2 separate regions of the Oncorhynchus mykiss genome follow, and region 2 is linked to region 1. The links are chromatin contacts, called in public Hi-C maps. All regions are on one chromosome and are shown on one strand. The core of a region is the stretch at or near the end of the contact, and the rest is flanking DNA. Distances in the headings are between cores, read along the strand shown.

Region 1 (6,515 bases), core at 3,934-6,433:
CCGACGTTCAGCTGGACCTGAACGCGTGTTTGGATTTGTTTACAAAACGTGCTAACAAAAGAAGCTGCCGGCTGCGACAGAGCTTGGACTCGAACCAGGATCTCTAGTGGCACAGCTAGCAACTTCGATGCAGTGCCTTAGACCACTGCACCACCTGGGAGGCCCCATATGAATCAGTTTTAACTAATGGTTATAACTAATACACTTGAATTATATTATTGGATGATGTTTAATGATTGATTAAATTGTATTGTGTTGTTGGATATCTTATTGATCAGCCTGGGAGGCAGAGAGAGAGAACAAGACACTGCCTAATGGGCCCATATCTGACTGGTATATAATCAGAGACACACCGTATAGTCTGGTCGTCTGGTTTGGCAGGGGCACAGAGGGGCCTCTATCGGGTGTGGCCCACACAGACACTATGTTTACCTCTACCATCCAGCCGTCAAGTCCTTCTCTCCTCCTCTCTTTCCCCTCTGTGTCCCATCCCATCCACGCAGCTCCTCTAGTCTCCCTCCATTCCTCCCATCTCTCTCATCTCAAATCAGGCCAGTGTGGTTTGTCTGGTTTCCAGTCTCATAAATACAGGGGAAGGAGGATGACCCAAAATGGGGATCGGGGAGCCATGGCGTGCAGGATATCCAGTGTGCGTCCCAAATGGCAAACTATTCCCTTTAGTGCACTACTTCTGACCAGGCTCCATAGGGCTCGGGTCAAATGTAGTGCAGTATAAAGGGAATAGGGTGCCCTTTGGGACACAACCCAGGCCTAGCTCCCACTCCCACAGGGGAGGTACCTCCACAACAGCCACTGACTGACTGACTATTATGATGCAATTGTCCTGGGTCTGGCCAACCAATAAGATGCTCAGGATCAGACCACCAGAGGTGATGATTATGGAGTAGAAAGTGTTGATACTCAAAGTCCCAGATGTCTTACATTCATTCATGAACTTGTATGCATTGTTAAATGTCAAATAATATTGATGTATATAATATTGAGGTTTGGAGTATAAAGACCCAAATAAAGAACTAATAAATGAATCCATTCACACACAAACATGGCAGCGGGGAAAACAACAGTGATTGAGTTTGAGTGCCAAATACATTGTGTGTGTGTCTGTATACACATCTCCTCCAGAGCCAGTTCCCTGATCCCTAAAAGCAGTTCTTCTGTGGTCGGTCACTGGGAGCAGAACGGAGGCTCTCTGCTCTCCCTCTCTGACAGACAATGGCAGGAAAAGGGAGTAGGACGGGGCTGCTCGCCGCACTGACCTCCACATTGTTCTACTGTGGACGTGAAGGAGGACAAAAATGGAGGAGGGAGCAGACCCAGGCAGGCCTGTGTTACATACCGACCCCAGTTAGAGTCATGAATGCTAGCTGGCTGGCTGCACCGAAGACTCCTGCTCCGGTGCACGTAGACCGGGGGGGCCAGCCAGTCTGAGGAGACGTCTTTGGTCTGGCCCTCTGGTCGCTTTGTTCAGCAGGAAGGGGACGGAGCGGATGTGTCCTCAGTAACTCTGTGGGCCCGGCTCGGCCACCCCCGGTCAGCCCGCCAGGCCCCTACTGACTGGCTCAGTACCAAAGCACCACCAGAAAGAGAATGTGCAGGAGGGTAAGCCTCAGCCTGGTGCCAGATTAGTTTGTGTGGTCTTGTCAACTCCTATGGTCATTGACATGACAATGACCATAGGAAGTGGCAAAACAGGAAAAAAGTGATCTGGGACAAGGCAATCAGCCTTCCTCCCTCCTGGGAAAACAACCAGCTCCACTGAGACAGAGGCAGAAGACAGGGGAGGAAACCTACAGTTAATCTACTATAAACTCACACTGCATCTCAGTGCAAGAGGCGTCACTGTAGTCCCTGGTTCGAATCCAGGCTGCATCACATCCGGCCGTGATTGGGAGTTCCATAGGGCGGCGCACAATTGGGCCAGCGCCGTCCAGGTTTGGCCGGGGTAGGCCGCCATTGTAAATCAGAATTTGTTCTTAAAATGACCTGCCTAGTTAAATAAAAGGTAAAAAAATAAAAATGAAAAAAATAAAAATCACCCTGATGTTGACCAACATTAGTTTAGTCTTCTTCAGGGGTCAGCCAATTTCCATCAGGCTTGGGTTGATAAGACCATTGAGAGTTAATGAATGAGAACAAATGGAGCGACGGACATGAGCGCACACAGGACATGAGCACAAACACGCTTCCACGCAAAGCACGCGTCCTTGCTCAAACACACTCGAGTCAGCTGATCACATTTTTAGAATGTGGTGTGTTGTATTTCTCATCTCCTAATATTCAGTTCTTGAGACATTGTTTACACCCGAAATATGTAGTACCTGTCCCGTTCACCTTCTGCACGTCGGCCATTTAAGGTTATTTTATCGAGTGTCAGCGGAAAGTTTTTAGGACATACCAATGACATTAACACATGCTAATAATAGCTAAATAGCCGGAGAGCGAAATATCTAGCCAGGATACAAGCTATCTAATTAAGAGTCGGTTGTCTATCATTATTTTATAGGCTACCTGTTGCTGCAATGTCTCCCTTGCTCTCCGTCACCAACTGAGCATTCGCATTGGCACACATACTATATGCAGGTGATGCACATACAGTACACACGGAGACATGCTCTGAAGGATCATTCTGATCATGGCTGATATGTCGATTTTTTTATATGATTGCCACAATATTTATAACGTTTGCCTCAAATTAATTACATGAACCCATTTTTAAACGCATTTCCATGACTTTTCTGATTGTATTATTTTTTTGAGGCCTGGAATACACAATTTCCAAATTGCCATGATTTTTTTCCAGGATTTATGACCGAACGAATCCTGAACAGGGCAACTAGATGTTGTTAGGGTACTAAAAATGTACATATTTACAGACACAATCTTCTGTCCTACCCAGTACCACACACACACACACACACACACACACACACACGAGTCACAGACATGGTTTCATTTCATAGACAGACCCATGCATGACAACACATCACACCAAATTCAGTTGTGTGGATGGGTTGTGTTGTTGACATGCATGCTCAGGATGCCCCAGAGCACCCAGATGTATAGGCCTGTCACAATAACACATATCCTGTTGACATCAGCCGCCAAAAGCACACATAGTTGTGTATGTCACAACAGCACGTCTTCTGTTGACATCATCTGCCCAATGACTGAGCTGTCCATCTGTCACTATAAACTATGGGAACATGAGAGGGGTCCCTGCCATGTCCTGCTCTTAAAGCTGACCTGATGTAAACCATCTCTGCTAGGGTAAGGGTGGGTGGGACCACATGACACACACCCACTCCCAGTGTAAACTATGTCAGGAGCGGGAATGAGGAGCGGGAAAGGGCTTGACTCATCTTTAATGAAGCACGTCTCACTCCAGCCCCAGGGATTCATCCAGCAAGAATCTAACCTGTCTACACTGTCATCGTAACACAGGCGCTAGGGTCGGGAGGGGTGTGTGTGTGTGGAGCAATCAGCTGCATTCCAGGGAAGCTAGCAGGGCTCCCGAGGGACATGTCTTGCAGAGATGTTCTCCCTCTCACCCCTCTCTCTCGGAAGTGACTGAGGAAGTGGTGGAAGAGAGGGGGGTTGTGGGTTACGTATTCTCTTGGCCCAGACTACCCCCCTAGAGTCTAAAGGGTGAAGACTGTGGAAGTGGTAGGTCACTGTTGACTAACTGGTCTAGTCAGTGTTACATTGACACACAGAGTTCTGTCTGCACAGAGTGTCCCTGTTCCCCATTGCATTGCACTCAGGGCCAGTTTCAGACATTATGCCTACATCAGGGTTGTGTTCAGTAGGGCACTCGGAAGCAAAAACGTTTCGCAACAGACCAAAATCTGTGTTGCTATTGGATGATGTCAGGTAGTACCTCACTGTTCCAAAACATTTAACAGTTTATCCCTACTGAACACTGCCAAAGCTGCACATATGACTAGCCCTACTCCTATTCATGATTCTGATTGGCAGGACGTACACAATATCTAACCACACACACAAACATGACACCGACTACCTTTCACCATCAGGGAGACAAAGTGGAACAAACATACAGTAAGCTTCCTTCCCACGCCAGCAGCACGTCAGTCTCATTCCAAAACATTAGATTTGTTGCTTTTCAGTCATTCTGATTTAGACTTGTGTGTTTTGGATCATTGTCTTACTGCATGACCCAGCTGCGCTTCAGCTACCACCACCATGCTTGACCGTTGGTATGAGGTTCTTACTGTGGAATGCAGTGTTTGGTTTTCGCCAGAAATGACAGCATCCATATTGTCCAAAAAGTCAACTCTAGTTTGCCAAAACTAGCACCTGGATGATCGTCAAGACTCCTGGAAGAATGTTCTATGGACAGGCAAGTCAAAAGGAACTTTTTTGACGACATGGGTCCCATTATTCCTGCCGAAAACCAAACACTACATTCCACATTTAGAACGTCATACCAACAGTCAAGCATGGTGGTGGTATTGTGAGGTATGGGGAAGCGTTGCTGCCTGGACGACTTGCCATCATCAAAGAAACCATGAATTCTGCTCTGCATGAGATCATTCTAAAAGGAGAATGTCAGGCCATCCGTCCGTAAGCTGAAGCGCAGCTGGGTCATGCACCAAGACAATGATTCAAAACACATATGAAAGTACATCAGAATGACTGAAAAGAAGCACATTTAAAGTTTTGGAATGGCCTACTCAATGTCCAGACCTTAACCCGATTGAGATGTGACAGGACCTGAAACGAGCAGTTCATGCTCGAAAACCCACAAATGTCACATAGTTAAAGTGGTTCTGCATGGAAGAGTGGGCCAAAATTCTTCCATACAGGAAGTGTTCGGTTGCAGGCATTACAGCGAAAGGTGGCACAACCAGTTATTGAGTGTAATGGAGCAATTACTTGTTTACACAGGGGCATTTGATGTTGAATAACTTTGTTAATAAAATAAAAATAATTATCTAAATGTTATTTGTTCACTCGGGTTCCCTTGATCTAATATTAGGTTTTGATTGAACAAAAAATATGCAGAGAATAACAGAAAGGTGGAAATATCTTTTCACGGCATTGTACACACATAGCTCCGGTCAATCACAGAGGATTAGAGGCCTGGCGTGGTCTGCTGCTATATTTAGTTAGGTTATCAGTGAGGTAAACCCAGGGACTGACTGGCTGGTCCTGGTCACAGGATCCTAGCAGGGGACAATAGAGAGCTCTATGTGGCTGAGTTACTAAGACCAACAGAGGGCAATTGGCATCAAACCCACTGAATGTCACTATTGACAAACACTGTGAGGGAAACAGGACTGGCATTGCCAGGTCTCATGATAAATAGTATCAGGCACTGCAGAGTAGAGGAAGCATGATCATAAACACTCATATTCAGTCATCTTGAGGAGGTACTGTCTTCGGTCTATTTTCTACTTTTTTGGCTATGATTTGAGTTTTACTTTCAGGGTCATCTGCATCCTTGCAGTCACAGTTCCTTCCCTTATGTTGTTGTGGGGAATCTGTGTATTTTAGAATGCAGTCGGGCAAAGGAGACGGTGGTCACAATGAAACGATAACAATAGCCTGGAGACTTGCTTGGCCTGGCGTCATGGCTGGCTGGCTGGCAGGGCTGTGACGTGGGCAGCGGTGGGGGGGGGGGTGTCCTGCCCTGTCCTCATGACCCTCCAGTGCCCCTGTGCCAACATCCTGCCCGTCAGCAGACCACTGCAGAGCAGACAAACCCGACTGGCACACAGTGACGCAGTACTGTAGACATGCAAGACCCAACCTAGTTGTATCTGTATCCTATTCCTGCCAGCAATAACTGCCCCTTGGGATGATTCAGGTTTACTGAATTGCATTGTTTTACAGTTATATTGGCTACAGAGCTAAAGAAAATTACACCCCCATCTTGGTCTTTAGGGATGTGTTCTATTTAGGGTTTTCAAGCGTTAGTAAGATAGATACAGAGATCCAGGAAAGGTTAAGTCTCATCAGCACTACAGTGCATTATGATGAGGATGGATGGAACTTACCTTGAAACTACCACAGGGTGGCAGTAAAGGGACAATATTTCACCACTAGTAGTCACTCCACTCACACAAGAATACTCAAAACCTTTCTTTCACTAAAGTACGGTTGTTCAATCTTCTAACCATCAGGTGGAGCTCCCTACCAACAAGTAGGTTTATGGTCTTGATAGAAAGCAGAAAGAGGATTTTTATTTATTTATAAAAATGTTAACCTTTATTTAACTTGGCAAGCCAGTTAAGAACAAATGCTTATTACAATGACGGCCTACTGGGGAACAGTTCAGGGGCGGAACGACCGATTTTTACTTTTTCAGCTCGGGGATTCGATCCATCAACCTTTCGGTTACCGGCCCAATGCTCTAACCTCTAAGAGATAGAGATAAAGATTGAGTCTTCTATCTACAGAAGAGGATAGAGATAGAAGATCGGTAACTTACGGTAAGGCCTGGCAGGAACTGCTCCATGTCGTTCAAGTTG
Region 2 (6,366 bases), core at 3,043-5,542, 34 kb after region 1:
TCTCATCAATTTCATGACATCCAGTTGCAATCCAATTACGATATTGTCTCATCGCTGCAACTACCCAACGGGCTCGGGAGAGGCGAAGGTCGAGTCATGTGTCCCCTGAAACATGACCAACCAAACCGCGCTTCTTAACACCTGCCTGCTTAACCCGGAAGCCAGCTGCACCAATGTGTCAGAGGAAACACCGTCAGTTGGACCGAAGTTAGCCTGCAGGCGCCCAGCCCACCACAAGGAATCGCTAAAGCGCAATGAGCTAAGTAAAGCCGCCCGGCCAAACGATGCTGAGCCAATTGTGCGCCGCCCTATGGGACTCCCGGTCACAGCCGGTTGTGACACAGCCTTGGATCGAACCCGGGTCTGTAGTGATGAATCAAGCACTGCGATGATGTGCTGCAGCGGTCTAAGGCACTCAGGAGGCCGAAGTAATCTATTTTATAAGAGTGAGCACGCTGTATATAAGACCCATGATGTCATTCACACAAACTGAGCAAAGATGATCTTGACTGGGAGAGATGTGAGGCGGGGGAGATGAAGTTGACCGACTATGATTTTTCAACCAAAAAAAGCAGAGGCCGATTTCTATATATATTTGTGATAATGACAATTACAACAGTACTGAATGAACAAAAACCCTTTTATTTTAAATTAATATAATACATAAATAAAATAAATGTAGTCTCAAATAAATAATGAAACATGTTCAATTTGTTTTAAATAATGCAAAAACATGTGCCATGTAAAAAAAGATAACATTTAAGTTCCTTGCTCAGTACATGAGAACATATGAAAGCTGGTGGTTCAATATTCCCAGTTAAGAAGTTTTAGGTTGTAGTTATTATAGGAATTATGAAGTGTCAACTATCTCTCTATACCATTTGTTTTTCATATCCGTTTGACTATTGGATCTTCTTATAGGCACTTTAGTATTGCCAGCCTAATCTCTGGAGTTGATAGACTTGAAGTCATAAACAGCGCTGTGCATCACGTATGACTAAGAGCTGCTCGCAAATGCAGTAAAGTGCTGTTTGAATGAATGCCTACGAGCCTGCTGCTGCCTACCACCACTCAGTCAGACCGCTCTATCAAATATCAAATCATAGAATTAATTATAATAACACACAGAATTATGAGCCTTTGGTCCATTAATATGGTCAAATCCGGAAACGATCATTTCGAAAACAAAACGTTTACTCTTTCAGCGAAATACGGAACTATTACATATTTTGTTTAACGGGTGGCAACCATAAGTCTAAATATTGCTGTTACATTGCACAACCTTCAATGTTATGTCAGAATTATGTACAATTCTGGCTAATTAATTATGGTCTTTATTAGGAAGAAACAGTTCACAACGAGCCAGGTGGCCCAAACTGTTACATGTACCCTGACTCTGCTTGCACTGAACGCACGAGAAGTGACAATTTCCCAAGATCAAATTTCCTGCTAACATGCATTTATTTTAACTAAATATGCAGGTTTAAAAATATATACTTCTGTGTATTGATTTTAAGAAAGGCATTGATGTTTATGGTTAGGTGCATTTGTGCATCGAAAGTGCTTTTTTCGCAAATGCACTTTTGTTAAATCATCACCCGTTCGGCGAAGTTGAATTAGGCTGTGATTCGACGATAAATGAACAGGCACCGCATTGATTACATGCAAAGCAGGACAAGCTAGTTAACCTAGGAATATCATCAACCATGTGTAGTTAACTAGTGATTATGTGAAGATTGATTGTTTTTTATAAGATAAGTTTAATGCTAGCTAGCAACTTACCTTGGCTCATTGCAGCCACAAGGTCCTTTTGACGCTGCACTCGCGTAACAGGTGGTCAGCCTGCCACGCAGTTTCCTCATGGATTGCAATGTAATCGGCATCCAAAAAGCCTGATTACCAATTGTTATGAAAACTTGAAAATCGGCCCTAGTTAATCGGTTGACCTCTAGTGTGCACTATAATGGGGTGGGTTGTGCTGATAGACAGGCTTGATTCATGACAACAACCCAGATGGAATTGCCTATGATTAAAAAAAGTTATTTAATCTAACATATGCAGGTAATTCAAGATCGATATTTTGATGTGCAACCTATAGAATCCAGAATGATCAGATTTATTTTGGGTTCTTCAGAGATGGATTTGCCGACATCTTTGTGCATAGGCCCAGGCTATATTATTAGCCTTTTCACCGCCTAAGGAAGTGTGAACTCAAAACACTTAGCAGGTATGCCAACTAAATATGACATTGTTGCTAGATAGCCATGTAGACTAATTGATTAATTGATCAGTAAATGTAATGCCCTACAAAACTTTCCAGTGCTAGGTCTAGGCTACTTAAGTGAAAATGGAGAGCTCTGCGGGCACTTCAAAACCATACTACATAGCTTACTCTGGTTGTAAAGTGGTGCCATGAACCAATATACATTAAATACACACAGAAAGCTGTGACTGCTGTCTAACTAGATCAGTAGCTGCTTTGAAAACGTTATTTTTCCACAATTGCATTTTGAACAATTGTCATATGCTGGTCATATTGTCATATGAGTGAAGAGGGGCTTGCACACACAGCAGCCGACAATAAAACAGGGACAGGCAGATACTTTTATAGCAGGAATCATAATGCATAGGTTATTACTGTTGACCAGTGGTTTTCGAACAAACAGAACAAAATCCCCGAAAATTATGAGCTAAGCAAAAAACTTTGGTAAGAGGAGGGCAAGGTGAGTAGGTTAATTTTCAGTTTATTGTCCTAGCTTTATGTTAACACCCTAAGGTCGATGTCCACACCCCAGTGGAAATCTAATTTGCATAAGACTGTTAAGTGCCAAAGGGCACTTAATAAGAGCACATGTAAAATAAATATATATATATATGTTTGTATTCTCTCTCTTTTTTTTTTATCATGTGCTCTTATTAAGTGCCCTTTGGCACTTAACAGTCTTATGCAAATTCGATTTCCACTGGGGAAATATATAGTATGTATTATTATTATTTATTTTTTTGCCCTTATTAAGTGCCCTTTGGCAACAACAAAAAAATCAAAAGGAAGTTTGTTCTGAAGTGTCTGTCATACATACATACAATATATATATTGACAGACACTTCAGAACAAACTTCCTTTTGATTTTTTTTGTGTGTGTGTGTGGGGGGGGGGGGGGGGGGGGGGTGTCTACCTGTTATTCAGCGCGTTTGTATGGGCTAATACCAGTATGGCCAAATAAATATGGATCCTTTATTTTTTATATTTAGCTAAAATTCTAAGCCTAATTTCTGTTTGTGACAAAACAAGCAGTGTAGATAATCCGTGTACCATCTTAACCACTGAAATATATTTTCAATAACCAAAAATATAGTATTTTCAGGTGTTTGAAGCTGGTGTACAAAATCAAAAGTAAAAGACTCAAAAACTAAACTTAAGGAGAAGCGTAGAAAATGGCGCAAACAACAGATCTACCGCGTCTTAGACTTGCTTTCAATGACACAGATCTAGAACTACATTTATATGTGAACTTGCTCGGGTTGAACCAAAAAGTTCGATACTGCAGCGACCATAAGAATCGACTAGCTGTGTAGCTAGCTAGTTAGCAACTACTAACGTCTCCGCTGGGACAACACTTAGCAGATGGTTTGAGAGTAACACATGCTCGCTAGCTAATAATAACAACAACAACAACAAAAAAACGTATTTTCGATATGGAATCTTTTTCAGTGTGTTTTATTTTACCGGACGCGTGCCTCATGTTGACTATCAGAAAAAAAATAATGACCACACATCTGTCCGGCCTCGGGCGCCATCACGCTAGTTAACGTTACCTACGTTAGTTTAATTCATGCTCAAACCCCAACGTTGCCTACTGTCATAACTTTTAAGTTTACAAGCCAGTCACAGCTTTCTGTCGAGCCACAATCAGTTGAAATGTCTTTCATAATCATAATTTAGCCACACCATGTCTCAGGCAGCGAAAACATGCACAACATTGGATCTGATCACACACCGTACCTAGCTTTAGACCAACACTCAACTGGCAAACATTATTTCAGCTAGATAGCGAAAGTTAAAACCATTTACAGAAAACAATATCCTCACCCAGATATTGGATTCGGACGGCTGGGGAATCCGGGATCACCTCCTGATATTAAACCCACTGTGTCATGGGTATATTTCTCGAGAGAGAAACGTATTCGGAAGGAAAAGATTACGCTCCCAGACACACAAGCAGGGGAAACGCATGAATGTGACGTTTAGTCCGGTTTGCTCGCAGGACATGTGTACGTGGAGGCTTGGATTCTGGGAGCTGGAGTTCTAGTGAGACATCGCAGTCTTGTTGAAATGTATATATGTTGTAATGATACAGGCTTATACAGACATTTTAGAAGGATATATGAGGTTATTGGGGGACATTTGATGTGTTTTATTATTTCTGAAGTCAATTTCAGTATATTGATGTTTTTTATTGTCCCTGTGCTGTGTTTTATCTAGGCCTATTCTAATGCTATTACGGTACAAATTATCCACTGTTCAAATGTTTATTTAAATTTTATTTCATACAATTTATATTTTTGTGTTTAAATAGATTCGAAGGTACGGACCTTCTCATGCAACAGCCTGCGTTGTTATACAATAGACTGTACCATTTATTGTTATCTATAAATAAAATCAAACAACAACCATGTTTTAAGACAAGGAGTTTTTGCTTTGTTATGGTGTTAATTGATTTGAGCGCAGTGATGGGTTTTTATCTGTGTGTCCAACGAAGTAACTCAAGCAGAGAGAATCTCTTTGTGGTGTATGTAGCAAATGGCATGTATTGTATTTTTACTTAAGTCCACAAGTGACCCCTTGTGGGTACTGGATGAAATACAACTTTTGCAATCATGATTGTGCAACGACATTTTAATCAGGCAGTGTAAATGTATAGGTAACTGCCAAAGTAAAGGAAATACTTGAAATGGAGGATACAAAGGAAATTGAAAGCAGGTGCTTCCACACAGGTGTGTTTCCTAAGTTAATTAACATCCCACCATGCTTATTTATAAAAATGCCCAGTTGGCCACCATGGCTAGAAGAAGAGATCTCAGTGACTTGGCTAGAAGGGGTCTCAAAGGAGCATAGGGGTTTAATGTGTGTGTGTGTGTGTGTGTGTGTGTGTGTGTGTGTGTGTGTGTGTGTGTGTGTGTGTGTGTGTGTGTGTGTGTGTGTGTGTGTGTCTCAGTCACTAGATCTCAACCCAATTGATCACTTAGGTGAGATTCTGGAGTGGTGCCCGAGACAACGTTTTCCACCACCATCAACAAATCACCAAATAATTACATTTCTCGTGGAAGAATGGTGTAGTATCCCTCCAATAGAATTCCAGACACTTGTAAAATCTATGGCAAGGTTAATTGAAGCTGTTCTGGCTGCTCGTGGTGGCCCAACGCCCTATTTAGAAACGTTATGTTGTCCGCTGCAATGTAGCTTCTGGAATCATTCAACCAAACTGCTTTTATAGAATACTGAAACAGATTAAATTCACAGGTTGACTGGTCATCACATATTTTCATGAACCTCTGAATTTGTGACATTACCATATTTAGTGTGTAGACAGCACCTTATGCTTCCAGATGAGAGGAAGAAAAGTTGTGTAAAAAAAAAAAGATACAAGTAACATGTCTTACAGCCAAGGGAGATGGTGGGAAGGTGATGCTGGACAACTGTCTTTATGGGGAAGTCAGGTGTTTAATTTACTGCAAGGTGTCAGTCGATTTTAATATACAAATGGATCCAGAAAATACAAATACAAAATACAAAAGCTATATAAATCTGTCTATCAAACACTTTTAGAGTGAACTACAGCTATTAGATTTAGGCCTATAGAACCCCACAGTGGAGGTGTCATAATACCCATAAAACCTAGTGGTCAAACAGGAAAAAAACTGTTTTTCCACCATTGATTTTCCCATAGGGGATTTTAGAAACACTTCAAATATGGGCTGTGTTTTGTTTAAGCTGACCCTGGCGTGACATTTTGATAACCATGTAAATCTCTCTTGGACAAGGTGAGTTTTATTAACACGTCCGGCTCTATTTACTCTCAGTTTTAAAAATGCTAATGGCATCAAAGTAGACATCATGCAAAACTACAAATCCCTGCAAGCCCCTGCACATCATCTCTAGCTGACACCTTTGCTATCAATTGACAGAATTGTCCATTTAAAGAAATGTAGCCTATTTATTCATTACTACATTTAGCTAACATGGTATCAAATACATCAAACATATAGTTTCCAGGTCTTTGATGCCATTCCATTTGCTCCTTTCCGGCCATTATTATGAGCTGTTCTCCCCTCAGCAGCCTCCACTGGTATATCACAGATTTAAAC

Evidence for each region. Hi-C and Micro-C count contacts between places; a contact is called where the count stands out from the background.
Region 2: a contact with region 1 is called in a Hi-C map of liver, with 7 times the contacts expected there. A contact is called at or near these places in 3 of 3 Hi-C or Micro-C datasets (blood and liver).

Annotation. Positions count from the first base shown.
Region 1 is chr5:47,623,213-47,629,727 of USDA_OmykA_1.1, forward strand. LOC110523973 (CBP80/20-dependent translation initiation factor) reads right to left here. Exons shown (of 14, transcript XM_021603172.2): 8 at 6,476-6,515. Among protein-coding and RNA genes, the nearest start is that of LOC110523973, 36 kb to the right of the region's middle.
Region 2 is chr5:47,658,376-47,664,741 of USDA_OmykA_1.1, forward strand. LOC110523973 (CBP80/20-dependent translation initiation factor) reads right to left here and starts at 4,293. Exons shown (of 14, transcript XM_021603172.2): 1 at 4,091-4,293.